Regions from separate parts of the Anas platyrhynchos genome. Here all the other regions are linked to region 1. Evidence: chromatin contacts called from public Hi-C data. All regions are on one chromosome and are shown on one strand. The core of a region is the stretch at or near the end of the contact, and the rest is flanking DNA. Distances in the headings are between cores, read along the strand shown.

Region 1 (3,722 bases), core at 898-3,397:
GCACTGCTGAAATACCCTTCAGGCAGTGGATGGCAGATTGAGGCTTGTATTACATTACATATGAATTAGATTTTCCTTGATTGTTTTTTTATAGCACAAATATAATAAAATATCTTTCACTGAGAAATCCTTTGGTTAAATTAGGGTATTATAGCACATCTATTGCCATAACAAAAACTGTAATCCACCCATTATACAAGTTAAAAAAACAAACAAACAAACAAAAAAGAAGAAACAACGTGACAATGACATGCCCAAATCAAAATTTCAGTGACATCCAGACCGAATGAGTGGAAGCATTACATGCTTCTGGAAACATAAGGTGCCATTTGTTTGTTTTGTTTTGTTGCCATTTTGTTTGGGGTAGCATATGACGTTGCTAAACTCCCTTTTCACCCATGAAAAATGCCTGTGCTACAAGGAGGTTGAGGTGCTAATTTCTTCCCTTTTGGTATATACGTACAAGCAATACTAAGATCTAAATAGTCATTTCATGGAAAACTAAGAAAAGACCACCATACCTGAAAAAGTCATGGTTTTTTCATAAATAACTTCAACTTTTTCTGTTTTTAAACAATATTATATAATGCAACTTCAGAACCCGAGGCTTTCCTTTTTATTCAAATTAGCTACAAGCAAATTTACAATAGACTATTTTTTGTATTCTTCAGTCAATTCAAACCATAACAGATATTCCATAGCAACAAATATGCAAGAAGGAATTTAATTGCAAAAAAACACCCACAAAGTTGGACAAAAGATTCTGTTCAGTAAGAAGATCTGGTAAAATGTTATGTCAAGGATGAATTTAAAGACATAACTTTACTATCGTAAAATAACATAGGCATGTAATACATTAAGTGTTTTAAGCAGTCAACTGAATTTCTAGACTCATTCACTTAATCTGCTAAAATAGTCATTTCAGCCTCCGCAATTTAATAAAAAATAATAGAAACTGCTGAAAACCCATTAATCTGGGTTAAGTCTGCAAGATACAGGAAGATATGATTGTTGAAGCACTAAGCAGAGCCTATGGAGAAGCTAAAATATTGAAAGAAAGTAGGGTAAAAATTAAAGAAATGTATGTTTCTAAAACTGTCCATCTTAACCCAATGCATGACAAATAAATCTGAACAGAGATTAAATTTCACATATCTAAAAATCTTTAGAACTCTGACCGATATGAAGAATTAAACCCAGAAACTGAATCAATAATGTGTTTATAATCATGTATTCTCATTCCTCCAGAAGACTTCTACATATTGTATGTATGAACTAGTGCAAACTGTAAATTTCTGGGGCCTTTACATTTCATTTTCTTTCAGAATGACACAGCAGTGCAGATCAGCAGATCTTGGGAAAATAATTCTCTGGAGTTAAATCATTTACATTTTAGTGTTTCCTGCCAGGCACAATTATGCCAATAAGTGGTTTATATATCACGTTAGGCACACTTATGTCCATCCCCTTCTTGCATGCCAGAGTTCTAAGTGAAAATGCTCGTGGCACAAGCAACTTTCTGCAGGCGAACAATCCTACATAAATTCCTTTCAACGGAAAATTGCCCACGTGTCTGTTTGTTTTGAAGCACTTTTGAGAAAACGTTCCTCCAAAAGCCTGATCCTGAAATTCCAATGGCGAATGTTTAACCATAATTTCTACGTAGGCCTAGAGAACTAAATAATTATGACAAAATATCAGTGCTTTGGCAGAAGAAGTAATAAATGTTAAATATAATACCCTGTAAGTATCATAAATGAATGTGTCTGTGAAGCCCAAAGAAGACATAAAGGCTGTACAGGACCAACAGCTGCATCAATACGTTATTTTACAAGACAGTACATTTCTGATCGTGTTTCAACAGATGAAAGTAAGAGAATCTTGCCGGTCTAAATAAAACACCTCACGGTACTAACTGGCACGAAAATGGGTATTTCTACGAACTTTGTGTCACAGAAAAAGGGCTGTGCTCTGAGATAAGCTAAATATAGCTCCCATTATTAAATACAGCAAAGAGAACATGAAGAGCCTTTATTATACCTTATATGGACCTTCCTCCTTGCTTTTGCTTTTGCGACTCTGCCCGGAGACGCCAGGGTGAAGGATCCCGCTGCCGCACCTTTCCACCACCACTTTCTGCCTCCGGCCCGTAGATGGCAATGTGCTGCTGCCTCTCGGCTCCAGCCTGGCTTCCAACACCCCTGCGTTAACCTCTGGCAGCCCAGGCACGGCTCCGATCAGTAATAATTTACAGCGAAATGCTCTCATTTCTCCTATCAAGGCGTGTCAGTCAGCAGCTGTGAGGAGGTCCGACACGCTGGGCTGCGCGGGGAGCAGACGGCGGAGCTGAGCGGGACCTGAGGCGCTGAATCAGAGCCCGAGCGCGGCTCGGCCATATAAAGGCATGTTTCATAGATACCGCCGGCAACAGCGGCCCGCTTTTTGACTTCATCGAGTTAATGTTTATATACAAACGTAATAGTTCGCATTTCAGCCGCATAAACAAAGCTGAGTTAAGCAATACATTGGAGAGAGCCTCATTACATTTACCTATAATTAAGAATGAGGAACACTGGCTTCTGCTTGGAAATGAGAAGCGGCCTGCCTCCCGCCACAGAGGAAGTGCCGCGCTGTATCCTCACCTCCTGATTCACCTCACATCACCTCTCCCCACCAGCTCACCTCCCGAGAATGTAGCCTACCATCCAAAATAACCACTTGAGCAGTTAAAAACACTTTTTAAAAGACTTCTGATGATAAATAGCCTGCCACCACTAAAAAAATCGCTTCAGACCAATGCTTAACCCTACTGAAGACTTGAAGGAGAGGCAGCATTTAGAGCTGGCCGGCTTTAAATGTGATTAAAGTGGCAGCTAGGATTGTGGCCAGGGCCAAGCAAAACAGCTCTCAAGTCTGCCAGCTTTCACCAGTGCATACGAAAAGACTTTACTAGCAAAAGACAGCTTCCATAGCTATGGTATGCTGATATGCCACAGAGCATAAGTAAAAAGGGTCACATCAAGAAACTGGAAATAGTGCTTTTAATGTAAAGGTTAAAAATGCTGTGCATTGCAGTGGCATCTATATACATGGGACTGGTCCATGATAAAGCCATCCGACATACGGAGGAAACATCAAAAAAGGTGCTAGGAGAAGTTTTTGTATAGCACGCCAAACAGTTAAAACATATGGTGTGCAAAGACTAGTTGTTCAGCACTGCACCTACATAACTTCCATAAACCAACTACTTTTGCTACCAGTGAAGTGTTTTGTTCAGATCTGTGTCAAAAAATCTGTATATATTGCTATGGCATATTTTTAATTTACCTTCTCATGAAGTATAAAATTAAATTGTGTTTTAAGCTTAAAAATAATTAATCCATTAACTGTTCACTCTAGAAATAATGTAATAAATGTAGCTTTATTTATATAACAAAACAAATATAAAAAGAGAATGTTGCAAAATTAGTCCGAATTAGACAAAATTCAGCAAAAAATCTTAATCTTCCTTTGAAGGTTCAGGTAGAAAAATGCTTTCCCTATTATCAGAGTGCTGTGGTTTCATCTATAGGATAACAAGTCCGTTAGTTGAGAATGACTGCAGAGCCCATTATATCAACGAAGGCCTGCTGTATGCTCAGCAGAATACAAGGTGGTCGTGTTGGGGGACCTGTGGCCCACATCAGAGGACACAAGAAAAGAGAGAAGAAGCATGAACCAAG
Region 2 (3,519 bases), core at 186-2,685, 140 kb after region 1:
AGGACCTAAGAAAGCATTCCTACAAAAGTTGAGCTTTATACAGCAGGTATTTGAATCCCCCCGCCCCCCCCCCCCCCCCCAACACACACACTTTTTAAAGGTGCATTTAGTATTAAAACATGGCTTTTCATTAGCAGACCTCAGATAATACCCACAAAAGGAACTGATTTAGATTTGCTTTCTGTTCCTTTAAAATACTGAATACCAAACAAAGCTCAGTTGGTAATGGCTCACCTTTGGGTTGATCATAAGTGTTAGCTGAACATTTTGGTCTACCTGGGTAAATAGGTAATACATTTTCTTCTTCATCTGAATACAGGTTTTGTTACGTCTAATACCTCAGCTCCTGCAGCTGCTTTCATTATGCAAGTAAAAGATCTCTTATACAGAGCCACCTATTTTCACCAAATATGCACAAACTAAGTTGGTTTCAAAATTTCCGTTCTTTGGTGAAAGCTAACTGAAATTGGCTAACAAGCTGGCTACCATTTCCCTCCCCCTGATGATGGTGAGAGAATGGATGATAGATGTGTGTGACTGCAAAAACACTTTTCCTTAAGAAACGGCTTTAAAAAAACAGAACACCAACTTTTCAGGTCACATGTTGAAGCTTTGTACAATTGAGGGTTTGAGATGTGCTAAATCTTACATGCTCTGTACAGCACTATTCACTTGGAGAGAACTAATCACTCAAATTGCATAAAGCTAAGTGCTTGTTTAAATCCTCACATGACTGATGACTAATGTTCAGTATTTAAAATTCTGTCCAAAGACAGAAGAACCGATTGTTTCATTTGAGCAGTCAACTTTCACATTAATCACAGTAATCTAAATCTCTATTGTTTAAAATACCTAAGAAGCGTGACCTCGCTTAATTGATAGCTTCGGCTTTTGTCTTTCTGGAGAATTTCACATACTGAATACAAACTGTAGAAGAAAAATATTACAGCCTGAAAATGACTTAAATTCCGTGTTTTATGACATAGTGAAAAGGAAAACGGAGATAAAAGGTCAATTTGACAATGCTCTGTGTGCTTGGATCCCTGAGTGTAAGCAGAACTCTGATTTCAGACGTAATGGTTGGCGAGTATTTACGAGGGTACGAGGAACTGCCTGGACGTGACTCAGCGTGTGATGTGACTGCAGCGTACAAAGTTTAATGGTTTATGTTCCCCAGCATTTTAACAGATTTGGAGGACCAACAACGCTGCTTTTGCGTGTGGCTCACACTCGGCGCAGAAAGCGAGTGACCCCACCACACCCCTCCCAGGGCACGGTCTGCGCAGCTCCCCCCGGGGACAAATCCTCTCTGAACTGAGCGTTCTCACAAAGGAATTTTGTTTCTATTTCATATTTATTTAAAAAAAACACCAGCGCCCCCCTCCCCCCCCCCCCGGCTGCCGTAAAGCACAGCCTGGCGGAGGCTTGGCGTTGCGTCGCGCGGCCGGAAGCGCGGCGCACTTTGCGGCGGGGCCGCCCCTGAGGCGCGGCCGGGCGGCCCCGTGCGCCCTTTCCGCCGCGCCGCCGCCGAGGCAGGGTGAGCGCTGCCGGGCTCCCCCCGCCGCCGGGCCCCCCCCGCCGCCGGGCCCCGCTGTCCCCCCCCCGCTCCCCACAGCGCTAACCCCGCGCCCCTCTCTCTTGCAGGAGTCATCATGCCGGCCAAGGGGCCCCTGCAGAGCGTCCAGGTCTTCGGGAGGAAGGTGAGGGCCGCCCCCGCCGCCTCCCCCCCAGGACTAGGCCGCGGCCTCCGGGTGCTCGGCGCCCACCCGGGCCCTGCTTGGGGGTGGCGGAGCCCGGCGCGGCCCCGGGGGTGGTGCCCTGGAGCTGCCGTGCGGCAGGGCCGGCGCTGGAGAGGCCTGCTCAGCATCCACGTGTCGTGGGGCGGCGGGCCTGCTGGAGATGGTGCCGCCAGGGAGCAGGCCCGGCCTCGCTGGTTCAGGGAGCCTCGTGGGGGCTCCCCGCAAAAGGGCCCGGATCATTTGCTGTGGTGCCCGGGAGTCGCGTTAAATAGATTGGGAAATAAAGCTTTTGGTGGGGGGATCCCATCGCCCCACAAGTCGTAGGTAGCAAGCTTTTATGAAGAATTAGGTCGCAAAATTATCGTTTTGATGAACGGATTGGGTATTTCTCCCACACTCAGATAAATATAATATTGTTAAGATGGTGCTGTAATACTCTAATATGTTGGAACGTAAAAAATTGTACTATCTTGTTTTTTGAGGGGTGCTAATATTCAGCACGAAACTAAAGATTTTAGATTGTTAAATTTTCAGAAGGTTTTACTTTATGTTGCTATTGTGAAAAATGAAGTGCTTCACTAACATGTGTTTGGACTTCTAGAAAACAGCAACTGCTGTTGCCCACTGCAAAAGAGGAAATGGCCTCATTAAGGTGAATGGAAGACCTCTGGAAATGATTGAGCCCAGAACTCTGCAGTATAAAGTAAGCATCTGCCTAGCCTCCCTACCTGCTTGGATATTAAAATACCTTTATCTACTCAATCGCTTGAGGATTGAAAAGAGTCGATTGCCTTATTGACAGTACTAAATATTTGTTGTGTGTAGAAACATAAACACTGCAGAAAATGCAGAAAACTCCTGTCATAATTGTGCTGTTGGCAGAGGGATTCTTGCTTAATTGGGTTAACATACCTTATTTACACTGTATAAGGTGACTTAACTTTGATACATGCAAACATACATATGTACACACAAAGAGTCTCAAATGAGCATGAATGATACGAAGTGCTGTGGAACAAAACTATGTAAAATCAGTTACCATGCGTTTTGTTGTCAGAAGTATTTTCAGGAGATAATCATTTTTTTACATTGAAACGGGAAACTTCAAAGCCTCCTGTTCAAAAGATTCATTAAAACTTAATAAAATAGTTGGTTGGCCTTTTCACAGAATCACAGAATTGTCTAGGTTGGAAGAGACCTCAAGATCATCGAGTCCAATCTTTTGAAACTTAAATAAAAAACCCAACCACTTAGTTTTACAACAGCATTAGTAAATGTCAAAGAACGTTGCAAGAGATGTACAAGTCCCATTTACATGGGACATGTACTTGTAAAATTAAGGCTGTGCTTTTCAGAATGTTTAGTAACTTCACATTTCGTAAATGTGCTACAAGCTCTAGTCCTTGCTGTCTCTGATCACAAATTAACTTTTTCATTGTTTTGTTTCCTAGCTGCTTGAACCTGTCCTGCTCCTGGGGAAGGAAAGATTTGCTGGTGTTGACATCAGAGTCCGTGTGAAAGGTGGTGGCCACGTAGCGCAAATCTACGGTAAGGCTTTCTGTGGAACCTTCTTTGTGGGATAGAACAGGTCAAATCGCACATGTGAGAGGCCTGAGTTGAGAGTAGCAGCTTGTGCATCTCGGTTTCACTACTCATGAAGTTTTTTGTATGGGCATAGTGGTTATATTTTATTTGCAGAGTTGTAACATCTGGAATAAGTTGAACTAAGGAAATTTGTGAAATTGTGAGGAGATTTGAGGAATGGATCTTGCATGTTGCA
Region 3 (3,694 bases), core at 1,164-3,663, 200 kb after region 1:
TGTGCACTTATTAATAAAACAATACCAGTACAATACAAATAAGTCTCATATAAATAGTTATGTAGATATGTAAAAATAACATCACCAACTGTGCTGCTGGTTTATATATCAGAACAGCTTATGCTGCAGACTGTGTCACTTGGAAATAAATATTTGAATGTTCCCAAATCCTCAATCTTCAGAATATCTAATTTTTAATTAGAAAAGGATTGCAGTAATGTGACCTGTGCAAAAGCAGGTCTGCCGGCATAAACATGCAAAGCTAAATAAGTGGAACAAAAGAAAATCTGTTTTTTAAAGGATCTTTTCTTAAACCTCTTTAGTGCATTTATCTTAAAATATCAAAAAGAAAAACCAAACCCATTCTAGCTATCTCTACTTGATTTCATCAATTTTTTAAAAATTCAGAAGCGCTGTCTTAGAAGAAAAGGTTATGAAGTGTATCAAGTAAAATTTTCCCCGTTACGTACTTTACATTATTAGCAGAAGAATTATGAAATTTATTTGGATTTAAAAAGTGTTACTGATTAAATGCAAGAACACCCAACAACTCTAGACTGCCATAAAATTACAACTAAATATCTCTATAATAAATAAAAACTGATATGATGATCTATTTTTTCTGTTGCTTGTATACATGTACGCATACTTGTAATGATCTTTCTCAAGAGTTGTTGAGAGTTCATGTTGCCTGAGGTTTATAATTTTAGGAAGTCTCTTTTAAAGAAATAGAAAGGAGTTATCATGAATGCATTAGCAGACATCTGGAAGTAGTTTGAGAGTGAGTCAGTAGCTGGGATAATCTCTCTCCCTTTGAATTTTCTTCAGTGATTCTATTTAGTGTTGCTCTCCTCCATCTTTACTCAATTGTATGACAGTAACAGGAATGTGTCATATCGCACAGACTCATTGCAAATTTCTTTGCCATATTTTAAGTGCAAATAATCACATAGTCTGCCACTGTAGAAGACACTGATGGAATTAAAAAAATTTTGGATGTATATGAGCAATTTATCTCTTTTAGGTTCATAGTTCCTAAGTGTGTTTTTGTATACTTATATAGAAATAACATAAGTGGGAAAATAAATAATATTACTATTCCTTTTCTCTCTCCTGTGAGAGGACAACTTCTCTCTTTCCTATAATATTGTATCCAAAATCTCATGCAGGTTTTCTCCTAAACTGAGACAGTGTGTATCAGTGCCATCTGCTGACTTTGAATAATATTGCTCCAATATTTGAATACCTATAGGGAAAACTGATGGTACAAATTTGTTCAGGATAAGCAGGTATTATATAGTTATACAGAATGTATGTGTATCATTTTGGAATGGTATAGGAGAAATTATCATAAAAGCAAAACAAAAAGAAGCCTTTCAATTAGAGATGCTTCTTGGTGTCATCTGTGAATGAATTTTGAATAACTAATGTATTTTTAAAGATTATCTGGATATGAACCACCCTAGAAAATGGTACAATAAACTAACAGAAAGATCACGTCAGGTGCCAAATCATATGGCTGGTCTCCAAAGCCACTTTAATATTTATGCTGAAGTGCTCACTAAACCTAGGATAAGATGCTTTACTCCCCCTTGCATCAAGCCTGCTGAAGCAATGTTTTTGAATGTTAAATTCATTCAGAAGGAATTCAGAACACTCTAAACGACCATCAGAATAATTCTGAGTTTCCTGAAAGCTTGTCTGAACAGAACTAATAGCATTTCTCTTAAAATATGCAGGAAGGAGAAATATATATATATATATATATATATATATATATATATATATATATATACTTTTAAGAATAATGTGTATTTTTTTTTCATTGTTTTGGAGCTTTTGGCATGTATTTGTGTTTGCAGCTATATATGAAAAATCTCCAATGAGTCATGAAAATAAAAGGAAAATGGGGCCGATCTATCTCTGTCTAGTTTACAGTATGTCCCTAGATGCTTTTGTGGGCAACTTAGTTTGCAAGTTAGCATATTGTAGGAAACAAACAAACAACGACAACAAAGGAAGGCAGCATATCAATAACAGAAAAGAAGTCTTCATACTGACAAATTAGAGAGATTTTAATGAACCTTTGAAAGAAATAAATACAGCCCCCGTAAATCATCTCATCCCAGGCTTCAGTTTCATTATGTAAGTATGCTGCACAGTGCTGTTGTTGGTTGATAGAAATTTCTGCTGGGATATTGAAATAGAAAGTTTCTAACAAAAATAAGCCCTAGCATTCCCAAGCACTACTAAAAAAATGGAAAGGACCATGTTTTTTTGGATAGGAAGAAATATGGAAAAAAGTGCAGTGAAGTCTAGAAAAAGAATGTTCTGAGAAGCAGGACTGACAATGAGCGCTTGACTGACTGCCCAGATCTGTGACTCTGTCTTCCTTGTTGCTTGGCAACTCCATGTTATCACAAAGAAACTGATATTAAGTTGGAACAGGCTGGATATGGTAATTTACGTGGGAAGATACTCTTGCAGTGGGAAAACCATTTTATTTCTAGTTTCTGTCAGCGTAAGTAGGTTTCACATGATGAACTGTAGTACATCCCCTGTCGGGTGCATTTTACCTAAAAAGGTAAAGAGCAACTCTGCCTTGGAAAGGCTGTGGAAAAAAAAAAAAAAAAAAAAAAAAAAAAAAAAAGAGGAGAGAAGGAGAGAGAAAGAGAGAAAAAGAGAAAGAGAAGGAGAGAAAGAGAGAGAGAAAGAGAAAGAGAGAGAAGGAGAGAGAGAGAAAGAGAGAGAAAGAAAGAAAGAGAGAGAGAGAGAAAGAAAGGAGGAAATAACACCTTGTTATTTATTAGACTCCAAGTGCCTACTCAGACATTTCTTCCAACAGCATTGACAAAAGCTGGTTTTCATACCTGTGTGTGGATCCAGCACAGATTAGAGAGATAGAAATCGATCATTATCACTTATGTCACGGTCCCTAAGAGCTCCAGTGGTTTCCCCAAGACCTCACTGTCTTAAATAGTAAAAGACAATCCTCACTTTATCTAAATAGTCCTTGTTCTTTCTTCTGCGTTGGCAATAGTTAAACACTATATTTCAACCGTACTTTTCTTCCTTGCTGATAGCAGAGGCTGCTCATACAGCAGCTACAGACTAATTTGAAGCCCATTGTAGCCATGGTGTAATCAGCTTTGAATTTAGATGGTATTGCATGGGTGGGAAAAGAACCATTTTTACTGAGTTGTATGCAGAGAATGGCAAAGGTGCGTAAGTAAAGGAAATCTTGTCTTGAAAGTTTTCATCCATAAGAGATATCTGTTCTTAAATTTGTTTTAGGTCTAAGATTTAATTGGAAAGAGACAAAGTACAGAAGATTCAGTATTTAATGTAAACCTTTTTTTTTTTTTTTCTTAAATGTCTGTTTACGCATAGTTCTATTGAACTGCATTTCCATCCTGCACCATTTCCAGTAATTTAACACCAACATGAAGTCCTACAAGTAAGGAAGTACTTCACATGTCTTCAGGACTCCCTGTTCTGGCTTTGGTCAGCAAAACACTCCCTGTCTCCAGGCTTCTCTCTGCTGCAGAGTTAACTTGAAATATAACTCAACTTTTGCCCTTGGCTCAAATCCCAACCATACACAAAAACTTCTGTCTCGAGTATGTTGATGCTGTTCTGCTGAAGGGATTGGCCTGGACTGTCAGAAGGCACAGGCAGCAGTTTTGATTAGCAT

The links. A called contact is a pair of places that touch in the nucleus more often than the background predicts.
Region 2: a Hi-C map of subcutaneous adipose tissue shows a contact between it and region 1, with 2.3 times the contacts expected there. The contact joins the promoter of RPS16 here to the enhancer-like site in region 1. A contact is called at or near these places in 4 of 8 Hi-C or Micro-C datasets (liver, skeletal muscle and subcutaneous adipose tissue).
Region 3: a Hi-C map of subcutaneous adipose tissue shows a contact between it and region 1, with 2.4 times the contacts expected there. The contact joins two enhancer-like sites. A contact is called at or near these places in 2 of 8 Hi-C or Micro-C datasets (F1 follicle and subcutaneous adipose tissue).

Annotation. Positions count from the first base shown.
Region 1 is chr1:41,862,419-41,866,140 of IASCAAS_PekinDuck_T2T, forward strand. The region is part of intron 3 of PPP1R12A (protein phosphatase 1 regulatory subunit 12A); the gene reads right to left. Among named protein-coding and RNA genes, the nearest start is that of PAWR, 68 kb to the left of the region's middle. Within about 2 kb of position 2,148, at least 3 of the 8 cell types and tissues checked have an H3K27ac peak or open chromatin away from gene starts, as enhancers often do. A contact at or near this core is called in subcutaneous adipose tissue, where this site is marked.
Region 2 is chr1:42,001,940-42,005,458 of IASCAAS_PekinDuck_T2T, forward strand. RPS16 (ribosomal protein S16) reads left to right here and starts at 1,436. Exons shown (of 6, transcript XM_027454251.3): 1 at 1,436-1,537; 2 at 1,645-1,700; 3 at 2,341-2,442; 4 at 3,191-3,287. The coding sequence starts at 1,653.
Region 3 is chr1:42,057,743-42,061,436 of IASCAAS_PekinDuck_T2T, forward strand. The region is part of intron 26 of OTOGL (otogelin like); the gene reads left to right. Among named protein-coding and RNA genes, the nearest start is that of OTOGL, 46 kb to the left of the region's middle. Within about 2 kb of position 2,414, at least 1 of the 8 cell types and tissues checked has an H3K27ac peak or open chromatin away from gene starts, as enhancers often do. A contact at or near this core is called in subcutaneous adipose tissue, where this site is marked.